Linked DNA regions of Sus scrofa: region 2 is linked to region 1. A link is a contact called in public HiChIP or PLAC-seq data. All regions are on one chromosome and are shown on one strand. Each heading gives the region's core, a stretch centred on a gene start, on an enhancer-like site or on the middle of the called end of the contact. The rest is flanking DNA. Distances are from core to core; before and after follow the strand shown.

Evidence for each region. HiChIP or PLAC-seq counts read pairs in DNA pulled down with a chosen protein or histone mark.
Region 2: a contact with region 1 is called in an H3K27ac HiChIP or PLAC-seq map of alveolar macrophages. The contact joins the promoter of DEDD2 here to the promoter of MEGF8 in region 1. A contact is called at or near these places in 2 of 5 promoter capture datasets (fetal skeletal muscle and liver), 2 of 47 Hi-C or Micro-C datasets (heart right ventricle and liver) and 1 of 2 datasets of contacts at active chromatin or transcription factors (alveolar macrophages).

Annotation. Positions count from the first base shown.
Region 1 is chr6:49,616,315-49,622,002 of Sscrofa11.1, forward strand. MEGF8 (multiple epidermal growth factor-like domains protein 8) reads right to left here and starts at 2,806. Exons shown (of 41, transcript XM_005655875.3): 1 at 1,853-2,806. The coding sequence starts at 2,039. It overlaps TMEM145 (transmembrane protein 145), which reads right to left. Exons shown (of 15, transcript XM_021094427.1): 14 at 4,464-4,670; 15 at 3,226-3,994. The coding sequence ends at 3,749.
Region 2 is chr6:49,709,561-49,715,391 of Sscrofa11.1, forward strand. It overlaps DEDD2 (DNA-binding death effector domain-containing protein 2), which reads left to right and starts at 1,388. Exons shown (of 6, transcript XM_013988629.2): 1 at 1,388-1,531; 2 at 1,988-2,490; 3 at 4,002-4,042; 4 at 4,045-4,123. The coding sequence starts at 2,163.

The sequences.
Region 1 (5,688 bases), core at 1,556-4,055:
CTAGGAACCATGAGGTGGCGGGTTCGGTCCCTTCCCTTGCTCAGTGGGTTAACGATCCGGCGTTGCTGTGAGCTGTGGTGTAGTTGCAGACGCGGCTCAGATCCCGCGTTGCTGTGGCTCTGGTGTAGGCTGGTGGCTACAGCTCCGATTCGACCCCTAGCCTGGGAACCTCCATATGCCGCGGGAGCAGCCCAAAGAAATAGCAAAAAGACAAAAAAAAAACAAAACAAAACAAAAAAAAACAAACATAAATTAGAGCACATCCTTCCCCTGCTCAAAACCTTCCATAGAGCCCCAGTGCCCCCTGATAAAGTCCAAGCTCCGCATCCTGCAAAGGGAGGTGCCCCACAATCCGGGGCCATCACACCTCTGGCCTTTACCCAGGACCTCCTGGGGACTCCCACATCTCTCGGAGGCCAGCTCCTCATCTGCTGCCAAGGGAAGCCCTCCTGGACTTCTCCAGCCACTGTCTTGGATTTCTCTTTTGCCTCCTTATTGCCCTCAGGACACAGCTCAAAAATCACCAGGTCCTACACCGTCTGGTTCCTCCTAACCCTCCAGTCTCTGCCTCATTGGATCTGTATTCTAGCATAGATTTTGAGTTCCTCAAAAGCAGCATATCCTCCAGCTTCCAGGCCTTTGCACGGGCTACTCTCACCTGAAATGCCCTTTTGCTCTCTCCTACACATGCCTCTGGCCTCAGCTATAGCCCAGAGTAAGTCTGACGTCATCTCTGGGCTTCCCACCCAGTCCCTGGGGTGTGCTTGTTTCCCCCACTGGACTGGGAACCCGAGGTTAGGGATGGGGCCTTAGCACAGGCTGTTTCCTCTTCCTGGAGCACATCTCTCCTCCTCCTGGCTGATCCCTTAGGTCTCAGCTCCCCATCAACTCCAAGAAGCCTTCTCTGCTCTCGCCCACCCCACAGGTCAGACACCTTCTCTGGGCTCCCCCAAGACTGTGGGTTTCCTCCATCACAGCCCCAACCACTCCAGGCTGCCATTGTTTTGTTCAACCTCAGGCTAGGGATTGAATCGGAGCTATAGCCACCAGCCTATGCCAGAGCCACAGCACTGCACCATCCAAGCCACGTCTGCAATTTACACCACAGCTCACAGTAACGCTGGATCTTAACCCACTGAGCAAGGCCAGGGATGGAACCAGCGTCCTCATGGATGCTCAGTCGTTAACTGCTGACCACTACGGGACCTCCATGCCACTGTTTATTAGCGTGTTTGTCTCTCCCACTGGATTCCAAGCCCCAAGTCATCAGGGATTGCTGGGGCTGTGTCTCTTGCTATATCCCAGTGGCAAAGACAATGTCTGGCACATGAATGACTGGGAAAAAAAAATGCTTGTAAGTACTTTAAAAAGAACCACATTCATAATCTTAAGACTATTTATTGAGCATTTACTGTTTGTGCCAGGCACGGTAAATACCCGTTCTTTTTTAATTCCAACAGCCCTATGAGGTGAGTACTATTACTGGCCCCACTTGCAGGGAGGGAAAGCCGAACCTTAGACAAAAAAAGCTGTTTGCCCAAATTCAAAAAGCTACTAAGAAGCAGAACCCAAATTCCAATGAAGCCAGGTGGTTGGGCTCAGAGCCTGAGTTTCTAACAGTTAGTTACTCACAATACCCCTCACTGATGCTCCTGACTTGGGCATCTGGATCTGAGTGCAACTCCCCCACCAGACTTCAAGGCCTTCCAGGGCAGGGCCCAGGTTGGCTGCATTTCAGAGCAAAGGGGCTGGACCAGACCCGGGCTCTGGGAACGTGGGGAGTGGATGAACGAGTGCACAAATGAACGAATTAGCGCATGAGTGAGTGTGTGACCCACTCGGCCCCACTCACCCTCGATGAGCCACTCGCAATTGCCATTGACGCTGTAGTTGCCCGCACCATCTGTCACGAAGCCTGGAGCCTCCCGCAGCACTTGCCGCTGCCCCTTGCAGTCCCCTGCCTGGGCCCCAAGGAACAGTGGCCCCAGCGCGGCCAAAGATAGAGCCAGCGCAGCCGCCAGAGCCCGGCCCAGGGCCATCGCCTCCTCCCTCCAGCACTGACCCTTACAGACGGGATGCGTGGTGAAGACCTGGAGAGGGCCCTCCACCCGGCTTGAGGCCCTGAAAATGCGACCTCTATAGATGGTACATTGCCTTGTAGACCAGGGAGGTCCAGAAGTCGCTGTCCCCGCGAAGGGAACCGCCGCTGCTGACCGGCTCTGAATGCCGAGGGCTGGGCCCTATAGACCCATGGAAAACCCTGTCAGTGAGGTCGTAATAGACCTGGCAGACCCCTAGGGACCTTGGGAGTCCCTTATAGACACGGGCCCCCATAGACTGGCTAACCCCATAAATGGTGTCCTGCAGTTACAGTCGCGGGCCGCTGCAAGCCGAAACGGACCTTAGAGCCCGGTGGGTCCCCAGGGGGCGATGGGCTCTACAGCCTGGCAGAGGCCTACGTAAAGTGTGCAGGCCGGGCCAGGCCTGGCCCAAATGGTCCAGAAAAGACCCCTCCAGCCAGGGACGGGGCGCGAGCGGGTGCCCGGAGCCGAGCCGGTCTTCAGGGGCTCAGGCCTGGACCCCATAGACAAACTCCCTTGCTCACCCACCCGCGCCTCCCTTCGAAGCCGGATGAGTCAGGTCAGAGAGACGAGGGGACGCTCGGGCCAGAGCGGCCGCGGGAAGACCCGCTAAGAGGGCGAGGGGGCGGGGCCCGAGAGGCCGCTGTGGGAGAGAGAACGAAGAGGAGGCGAGAAGTCGCCGAGAAGCAGGTCAGAGCGGCCCTGGGAGGACTGCGGTGCCCCCAACCCCACCCCTCCACAAAGGGAGACTTCCGGAAACTTCCCCGCCCATTTGTTCCTAGACGCATGCGCAGCAATGACCTACTTGGCCGACGGAAAGTGAGACTTATACATGCGCAGTGCTGAAATCGTAACCCGAACTCTTGTCGCAGGTAGCTGAGTGAAGCATCCGCCACTGGGGGGCGCATCTACCTCTGACTCGGGAAGAAAAGGTAAAAATAAGCCAAACGTAAGAGAGAGGACTCTGCTAGTTGATGATTCATATCTTCAGTGCTCCCAGATTCTAGGGCAACAAAAGGTCATGTTATGCAAGCCCATCCTAAAATACCATTTCTCAGATGGGCACACTGAGGTCCTGAGCCTGAAACAGTTCTTGCTCAGCCCTGTCTCTGAGCACTATCAAAATGTAAAAGAGGCCATCATATAGATAAAAACAAAGAATCTTCTTTATTTTGGCAAGAAGGGGAAAAAGTCTTTCTGCCAGGGACCTGAGGGAGGGCCTCTGGGATGGAGATAGGGTGGAAAGAGTAGGGGTCCAAGGTCACAGAGATGGAGACTAGCTTCACAATATCCGTCCTGGGAGCAGTGGCTTGGGGTCGTGGAGTCCTGGAGAATCACAGGCAGGATCCCTGGATCGTTCTGGGGTCCAGCAGGGTCAGAGGTCTCGTAGGGGGCCCGGGGGCCGGAGGTCACGGAACAGCGGGAGCCCAGAATCCGGTGCCGCTCGGGGCAGGGGCTAAGGGAGGGGACGGGGAGAGCGGCTCCCGCGGGACCGTTTGGCACAAGAGTCGGGGAAGGGGTGGGAGGATATTACGCACATGGGCGCGTTGGGTGGGGAGGTTTGGGATGGCCTGGATGGCAGAGCCCTGGGGCCGGGATAGAGTGGGGATCTGGAGCCCGGCCTGGGCCCGGCGCGCGGCCCATTGGGCAGGGGAGGGCAGGGGTGCTCAGACCGGGGGTGCATTGCCCCCGGCCGTGTGCATGCTGAAGTATTCGGTGAAGCCAGTGTGCGGCGCCGCTGTCTGAGGCACGAGCGGCTGGTAGGGCGGCGTCGGGCCATCCCAGATCGGGTCGACCGCCTTGGGGAACCGAGAGGGAGGGGGCGGGGAGGCCGCGCCCGGCTCGGCCATTGTCACCACGCGGCCCCTCGGGGCCGCCGCCGCCACCGCTGTCTCCTCCACCTGCTTCCCGGCCTGGGAGGGGGGTCAGGGTCAGAGGCCGTCCAGGACCCACGGGGGGCAGATGCGGCCCCGAAGGCCCGCCCCCCTCCCTCTGGATGACCCCCCCCCAAGGTGTGAGCACAGGTGTTAGTCAGGGGCGCCTGGGCAGGGGGGCCAGGTACTCAAGGGGCGGCGTCGGGGTGCGGTGGGCGAACTCCGGCGGCGGCCGGGGAGGGTAGGGAGAACCGCGGAAGGCCGGCGGCGGGGGCACCGCGCGGGGCGTCTGAGGGGGCGTGCGCAACAGCGCCAGGACCCAGTCCGGCAGGGTGGGCGCAGGCGCCGGGGAACGGTCGCGGCGCGGCGTTGGGGCGCGGGGGGTGCGAAAAGCAGGGGGTGGGCTCAGGCGCCGGGGTATGGAGGGTGGTGGAGGGGCCGGGAGCGGGGTCAGGTACTCCAGGGGCGGCGCCAGCAGCTCCTCGGGCGCCGGGGGCGCGGGGCTTACAGAGGAGGCGGGCGGGGGGATGGAGAAGAGCTCCGTGAAGTTGGGCACCGAGTCGCTGATGAACGTCACGTTCCCATAGACGTGCTGCGGGAAGGCCTTGTCTGCTGATTGGCTCCCTCCCGGGCCCGGGGCTCCGGCTGAGGCGATCTGCGACGTGCGCACGTGGTACGGGAAGTTCTTGTTGGCCGCCGAAGGGCGTGTCATGATCTGGGGCCAAGGGCAGGCGGAGTTTGGAGAAGGGCTATCCAGGCCTAGTGCTGCCTCCCTAAACATGGGGCCCTAAGGATTCCCCTTCACTTGATGTACACCATACCCCGCGTCCCTGCCCGTCAGCTGGATTAGGCCCCTCCTCTGGGCTCTCACAGTGCCCTGGGTTCTAACCTGCCTGGTCCATCACAGCTCATTACTCTGTGGGTGCTTCCTCCATCAGAGCCCTGAGATATCCCTGACTGGTTAAGCATCAGCAATCTACGCTGTCCAATATGATAGCTACTATTATATGTGGCTATTTAAATTTAAAATAATCAAAAATAAACTAAAAATTTGATTTCTCAGTCACACTAACTACAATTAAGTGCTTAAGAGCCACGTGTGGTTAGTAACTATTGTATGAGACAGCACAGATTGTAGAATATTTTCATACACACAAAGCGTTCAATTGGACAGCAACTGACAGACTCTAGAATGTTAGTTCCATGAGGGCATGGAACTTGACTCTTCTGTTCCCTGCTGAACCCCCAGTACCTTCTAGAACAGTGCCTGGCATATATAAGCTCTTAATAAAATACTGGTTGAATGTGGAGACGTCTCCCCAATTAGTCTGGCGGGCAACAGGGCAGGGACTGGATGTGATCCTAGCACTGCACACAGGAGCCCAGCACGGCCCCTCTAAGGTTATTGCTGAATAAGTGAACAAGGAGCTAAAACCAAAGAGTGGTGGAATCCCAGAGGTGGAGCTGTGCTAACGTGAGCATTTTTAGGATGGAAACCGGCTGAAGGTGAAGTATAGCAGAAAGGGCACTGCACTGGTGTTCTGAGCCTGCACCCCACCCCCCAGCCCCACAGCTCACTGAGTATGGGATCTGGGGCACGTTGATTAAACTCCCTGAGCCTCACTGCAGAAAAGGGGTTGCAGTGCCACCCTGGAAAGATGAAAAGAGGGCGGAAATGAAAACCGCTGGTGCAAAACCTGGCACGTGGTGGGTTCTCAGCATTTCTCCTCTCT
Region 2 (5,831 bases), core at 138-2,637, 92 kb after region 1:
CACCTAACGTGGACATGGTCCTTCCTAGTTTGTAAAATTGCTTTCCCTTTCCTCTCTCTTGTCAGTTGATTCAATGATATTCAGTTACTAGGGGCCAACTGTGTGTCCAGCCCAAGGCTGAGTTTCAGTAGATGACAGCTGCCACTGGAGAGAGAGGAAGGGACTCTTTAGAGGTCACTGCTGCAGCCCAAGCAGAGCTAGTGCTGAGCTTATGCCAGGTAGAACCCAGCCCTCCCACCTCTCAAGGGGGTGATAATTCCGGGGGTGGGGAACCAGTTGGGGAAGGAGATCTGTTTCAAGGCGTGCCAGCCCTAACTTTGAGTCACATAAGTGGGGGAGGCAGGGCGTGCCATGTGCGCTCAGTCACCAACTTTTTTTTTTTTTTTTTTGGTCTTTTTTGCCACTTCTTGGGTCACTCCTGGGGCATATGGAGGTTCCAAGGCTAGGAGTCGAATCGGAGCTGTAGCCGCTGGCCTACGCCAGAGCTACAGCAACGCGGGATCCGAGCTGCGTCTGCGACCAACACCACAGCTCAGGGCAACGCGGGATCCTTAACCCACTCATCAAGGGCAGAGATCGAACCTGCAACCTCATGGTTCCTAGTCGGATTCGTTAACCACTGAGCCACGATGGGAACTCCAGTCACCAGCTCTTTTGATAGAGACCTCTCTTGCCAGAGTAAAACTCATAGGTGCAGGTTAGAGAGGAGGTATTGGGAATCCCTGTGACCTTGGAGGGTAGAGATTGGAAAAGGTTATAGGAGGGGAGTTTGAGTTGCTGGGAGAGGGCGTGTCTGACTAATGGAATCGTGATGGATGCCATGGGAAGGTGCAGAATGGAGATGGAGGACCCAATTGCAATCAGGAATGAGGTATTTGTTCCTAACATGAGATGCGGGAGTCCTGGTCTTGATCAGGGAAGGAACTTATAGATGGGGGATTTCTGTTGGATGAGGGGAGATTCCGGTTGGGATGGTGAGGTGGCCCAGATGAGATGTAGGTTGTCAACGGAAGTAAGAAGCAGTCTAATAGAGGAGAGTCCAAGTCCCTATCATAAAAGGTCTAGGTGCTACTCTGGAGTCAGGACGGTCGTGATTGTGGTCCTTCGCCATGGGCATCAGGAGCAGTGGTAAAGTAGGAGCCTAGGTCATGATTAGGAGGGAGCTGTAGCCCGTGACATTAGTAGTTTCAACAGGTCGTGACACGGGGGAACAAAGAATCCGTGGCTTATGCCGCGGGCAGAAGCAATCCTGCAAAGGGGTCCCAGAAGCAGCTCAGACGCTGAACAGCTCTCGGTCTGCGCAGGCGCAGCAGAGGCGGTGCAAACGCTCCAGTTGGGGAAGCAGTCCCGGGGGGAGGGGCTTGGAAGCCTCACTGCGCATGCGCCTAGGGGGCGTGTCGGTCGCACCTGCGCGAGTTGGGGGAAGGAGGAGGGGCGAGGTGACGCAGGCGTAATAATAGAGAAGGTGCCAGAAAGATCCAAAACAAGTGGCTGTGGCCATCGCCCAGGAGTCTTCAGACGCCGGAATTCGGTGAGGATCTAGAGAGATCTAAGAGCGACTGGTGGCGGTAGACTGGACCAACCTGGGTGCTGGGGAGAGGGCGGTACCGCCCTTACGGGGCTCTGGGCTCGGGTTCCGACTGCGCTACCCGTGTGGAGCGAAGGACTGCTTTGGTCCGGGCAGAGGGTCACTTTTGGACGGCACCACTTAGGTGGAGCTGTGGGGCTGATCGGACTGTACCACTGGACAGAGTCAAGGGGCATGTCCGGACATTGGTACTCAAAGTCAAAGGGCAGTCGGAAAGGTGCCGTGCGTTGGGTCCCCAGGCTTGTTTCGAATGAATCTCTTGGGTCCGGAGGCTTGTTTGGAACATACCACCCGGGGAGGGGCGTTCGGGCTTGGCCAGCCGGAGTGGTTGGAGGACTAGTGGGGTCTGGCGTCTCGACCTGTTACTAGGGGACCTCGGGCGATACCATTCTCTTGTAGGAAAAGGGGGAGGCTAACACGGCTGGGACTTGAGGGTGGCCCTGCCCGGCGGCACGCAGCAGGAGAGACGCACCGGCGGCAGTGAGGTCCAGGCCCCCGCGTAGCTGACCACAGACCCCGCTGTGTGGGTTCTAGGCCCTCGTTCCGAGCTGGTTCCGCCTCCTCTCCCCCGGGTATGGCGCTGTCCGGGTCGACCCCGGCCCCGAGTTGGGAGGAGGATGAGTGCCTGGACTACTACGGGATGCTGTCGCTTCACCGCATGTTCGAGGTGGTGGGCGGGCAACTGACTGAGTGCGAGCTGGAGCTGCTAGCCTTCCTGCTGGACGAGGTCCCAGGCGCCGCCGGCGGCCTAGCCCGCGCCCGCAGCGGCCTGGAGCTGCTGCTGGAGCTGGAGCGCCGCGGGCAGTGCGACGAGAGCAACCTGCGGCTGCTGGGGCAACTCCTGCGCGTGCTGGCCCGCCACGACTTGCTGCCGCACCTGGCGCGCAAGCGGCGCCGGCCAGGTATGGTTGACTGGGCGGGTGACACACTTCCGGTGGGGAGAGGGCCTTGCTGCCAGATGTGGGGAGTGCCATATCGGACAATGTACATCCCATCTCACGCTTTCCTCCCCCTTGGGTATCAAAGAGAAACATAAGCGGGAGGAGGCATGGCATTGGGAGGGGTGAGCTTGTGGAGTTTGGCCGCATCAATATCAGTGTTTGTGGCCACTGTTCACGGAAGGTTTATTTCATGCCAGGCACAGCGGTCAGCCCTTCTTATATATGTACTGTTACCTTATATCCTATTGGTAATCCTAAGAGGAAGTCCTGTCACTGTTCCCACTGTATAGGGAAAACGGGTTCAGAAGAGTTAAGCAGCTTGCCTACATAAAATAATTAAATTCTGTGCGCCTAGAGAATGGGGAAGAGGGGACAGGAGATACAGCGTGACGTGGCTGACAAAAGTGTTTGTTCTATGAGGCTTACATTTAGTAGGGGTTTCAGACTTTAAGACAAATGAAGGATTTACTTTTTAGATGTGTTTATAGGAAGACTGAAACAAAGTGGTGGAGCAGAGAGAGAGAGAGTGGGGAATTGAGTGCCTCAGAGTGAAGGGAGGCCCTTTTAAGATTCTATTACCAGTCAAGACCTTTCTGAAAAGATGACATTTGAACTGAGGCTGTACAGCCGCCATGGTGCATAAATCTCAGAGGAGAAAATTCCAGACAGAGGGAAAGGCAGGCTTTTAAGCCCTGAGACAGCGGCGAGTTTGGCATTATCAGAGGCCAGTGTGGCAAGAGTAGAGATCTAAGTAAGGACAGAGAGAGGTAGGTGAGAAGCTATGTCACACACAAGCTTGCAGACCAGGAAGTGGGAGTTAGGATTAAAACCCTGCTGGTTTGTCTCCAGAGTTGATGCCCTTAGTTCTTGTGAGGGGAGTACTCCTAGAGGACAGCGGTCATGAGAAGGAGAGGAGCTGGGAGGGTTTAAGGCATGGGAGCCCCTTGTGTGCATAGTCTCTGAACTGTTGCACTTTTGGCTGGGTTGCTAGAGGTTCTGTGGCTAGTTCGGGGAGGGTGCTTGTGAGCTTCCCTGCTCAGGGCAAGCCCATGGGATTTGGATAACCAGGAGAAGGGCAGAACTGGGCATTGCTGCAAAAATATATCTGGAGGTCAGGCCGTGGAAGAGAGGATTTAAGCAGCCTGCAGAGGCTTGCTTACCCCTGGGGGCCTAGGAAGAACCGGGGCAATTGACTAGGGGTAGCATTGCAGGAATCCTGACCAGAACTCTGCTTACAGAATAACCTTGACAGTTAGAGCTGCTGTAGCTATGGTTGGGGTGGCCCTGGGAGGTGATGAGTCTTTTATCCTGGCCTGAGGTGTTTCTGAGGGAGTGGGTATGTGGGCTTTGACTGCTGGGGAGCTCAGGTACCCTGTGGGGCAGGCATTTGTCTCAGGGGTTGGGAATTGGAGGCTGGGCCTGGAAGAGGCTGGAGGCTTTGAATACTTCTTTCCATTTTTCTTTCTCCTCAGTCTCTCCAGAACGCTACAGCTATGGCACATCCAGCTCTTCCTCAGAGAGACTGAGAGCAGCTGCCGGCGCCGTCGGCAGTCGAGCCGTTCTTCAAATGCTCAGCAGGATCAGTGGGAGACAGGTGAGCCCAGCCCACCCCTGCAGGTGTGACAGCAGTGTCCTCTCTTCCTTCTGAACCCTGATAAACCTATCCCATCCTGATCCATCAAGAAAGGGGCCCCGGGGGTGATTCTGTTTCAGTATTGCTGTGTGTGTTTATTATTGCTGCAAAAGCATGTGTCCAGAAGCAAGGAATGGAATTGTTTCTTGTGGTTTTATATTTCACCTCAGTGGCATCACATCATGGGTGTCATTCTTAACATGGCTGTTTTTGTTGGATGTGTTTCTTTTTTTTTTTTTTTTTTTGTCTTTTTTTGCTATTTTTGGGCCGTTCCTTCGGCATATGGAGGTTCCCAGGCTAGGGGTCGAATCGGAGCTGTAGCCACTGGCCTACGCCAGAGCCACAGCAACTCGGGAACCGAGCCGCATCTGCAACCTACACCACAGCTCATGGCAACGCCGGATCGTTAACCCACTGAGCAAGGGCAGGGGCCGAACCCAAAACCTCATGGTTCCTAGTCGGATTTGTTAACCACTGCGCCACGACGGGAACTCCTGGACATGTTTCTGAGATTTATTCATGGTGGGTATCTCTAATTGATTTAATTTAATTTCTTTCTTTTTTTTTTTTGTCTTTTGAAGACCGCACCTGTGGCATATGGAGGTTCTCAGGCTAGGGGTCGAATCAGAGCTGTAGCCGCCAGCCTTCACCACAGCTCATGGCAGCGCCAGATCCTGAACCCACTGAGCGAGGCCAAGGATCGAACCTACAACCTCACGGTTCCTAGTTGGATTTGATAACCACTAAGCCATGAGGGAAACTCCAATGGTTTCATTTAACTTCTGTGCCGATTAATTTATCTACTGTCCTTCCTTCTACCAATTTTTTTTTTTTTTTTTTTTTTTTTTTTTTTTTGGTCTTTTTGTCTTTTTAGGGCATATGGAGGTTCCCAGGCTAGGGGTCCAATCAGAGGTGCAGCTGCTGGCCTATGCCACAGCCACACCAGATCTGAGCCGCGTCTAAGACCTACACCACAGCTCATGGCAACGCCAGATCCTTAACCCACTGAGTAAGGCAGGGATCGAACCCGCATCCTCATGGATACTAGTCAGATTCTTTTCTGCTGAGCCACGATGGGAACTTCACCTCTCCCAATTTTTTTTTTTTTTTTTTTTTTTTTTTTTTTGTCTTTTTGCCATTTCTTGGGCTGCTCCCGTGGCATATGGAAGTTCCCAGGCTAGGGGTCTAATTGGAGCTGAAGCCGCTGGCCTACACCAGGGCCACAGCAACGCTGGATCCGAGCTGTGTCTGCAACCTACACCACAGCTCATGGCAACCCCGGATTGTAACCCACTGAGCAAGGGCAGGGATCGAACCCAAAACCTCATGGTTCCTAGTTGGATTCGTCAACCACTGCTCCACAACGGGAACTCCTCTCCCAATTTTTTAATCATTCAAAGGATTTCAGGGAAGTTGAAAGATTAGTAAGTACAGTGAACATGCCCATATCTTCTGGTAGTTTTAACATTGTACTGGTTTTGCTTTATGTGTGTGTATGTATAATTCTAGTTTTTTTGTTGTTGTTGGATTCTTTGAAAGTAAATTATAGGCATTAGGACATTTTACCCCTAAATTAGCAGGCATCTCCTGAGAATAAGGAGATTTTCTGATACCACTTCAAGACTATTATCATACCTAAGAAAGGACATAAGTGCTAATTCTCTGATAG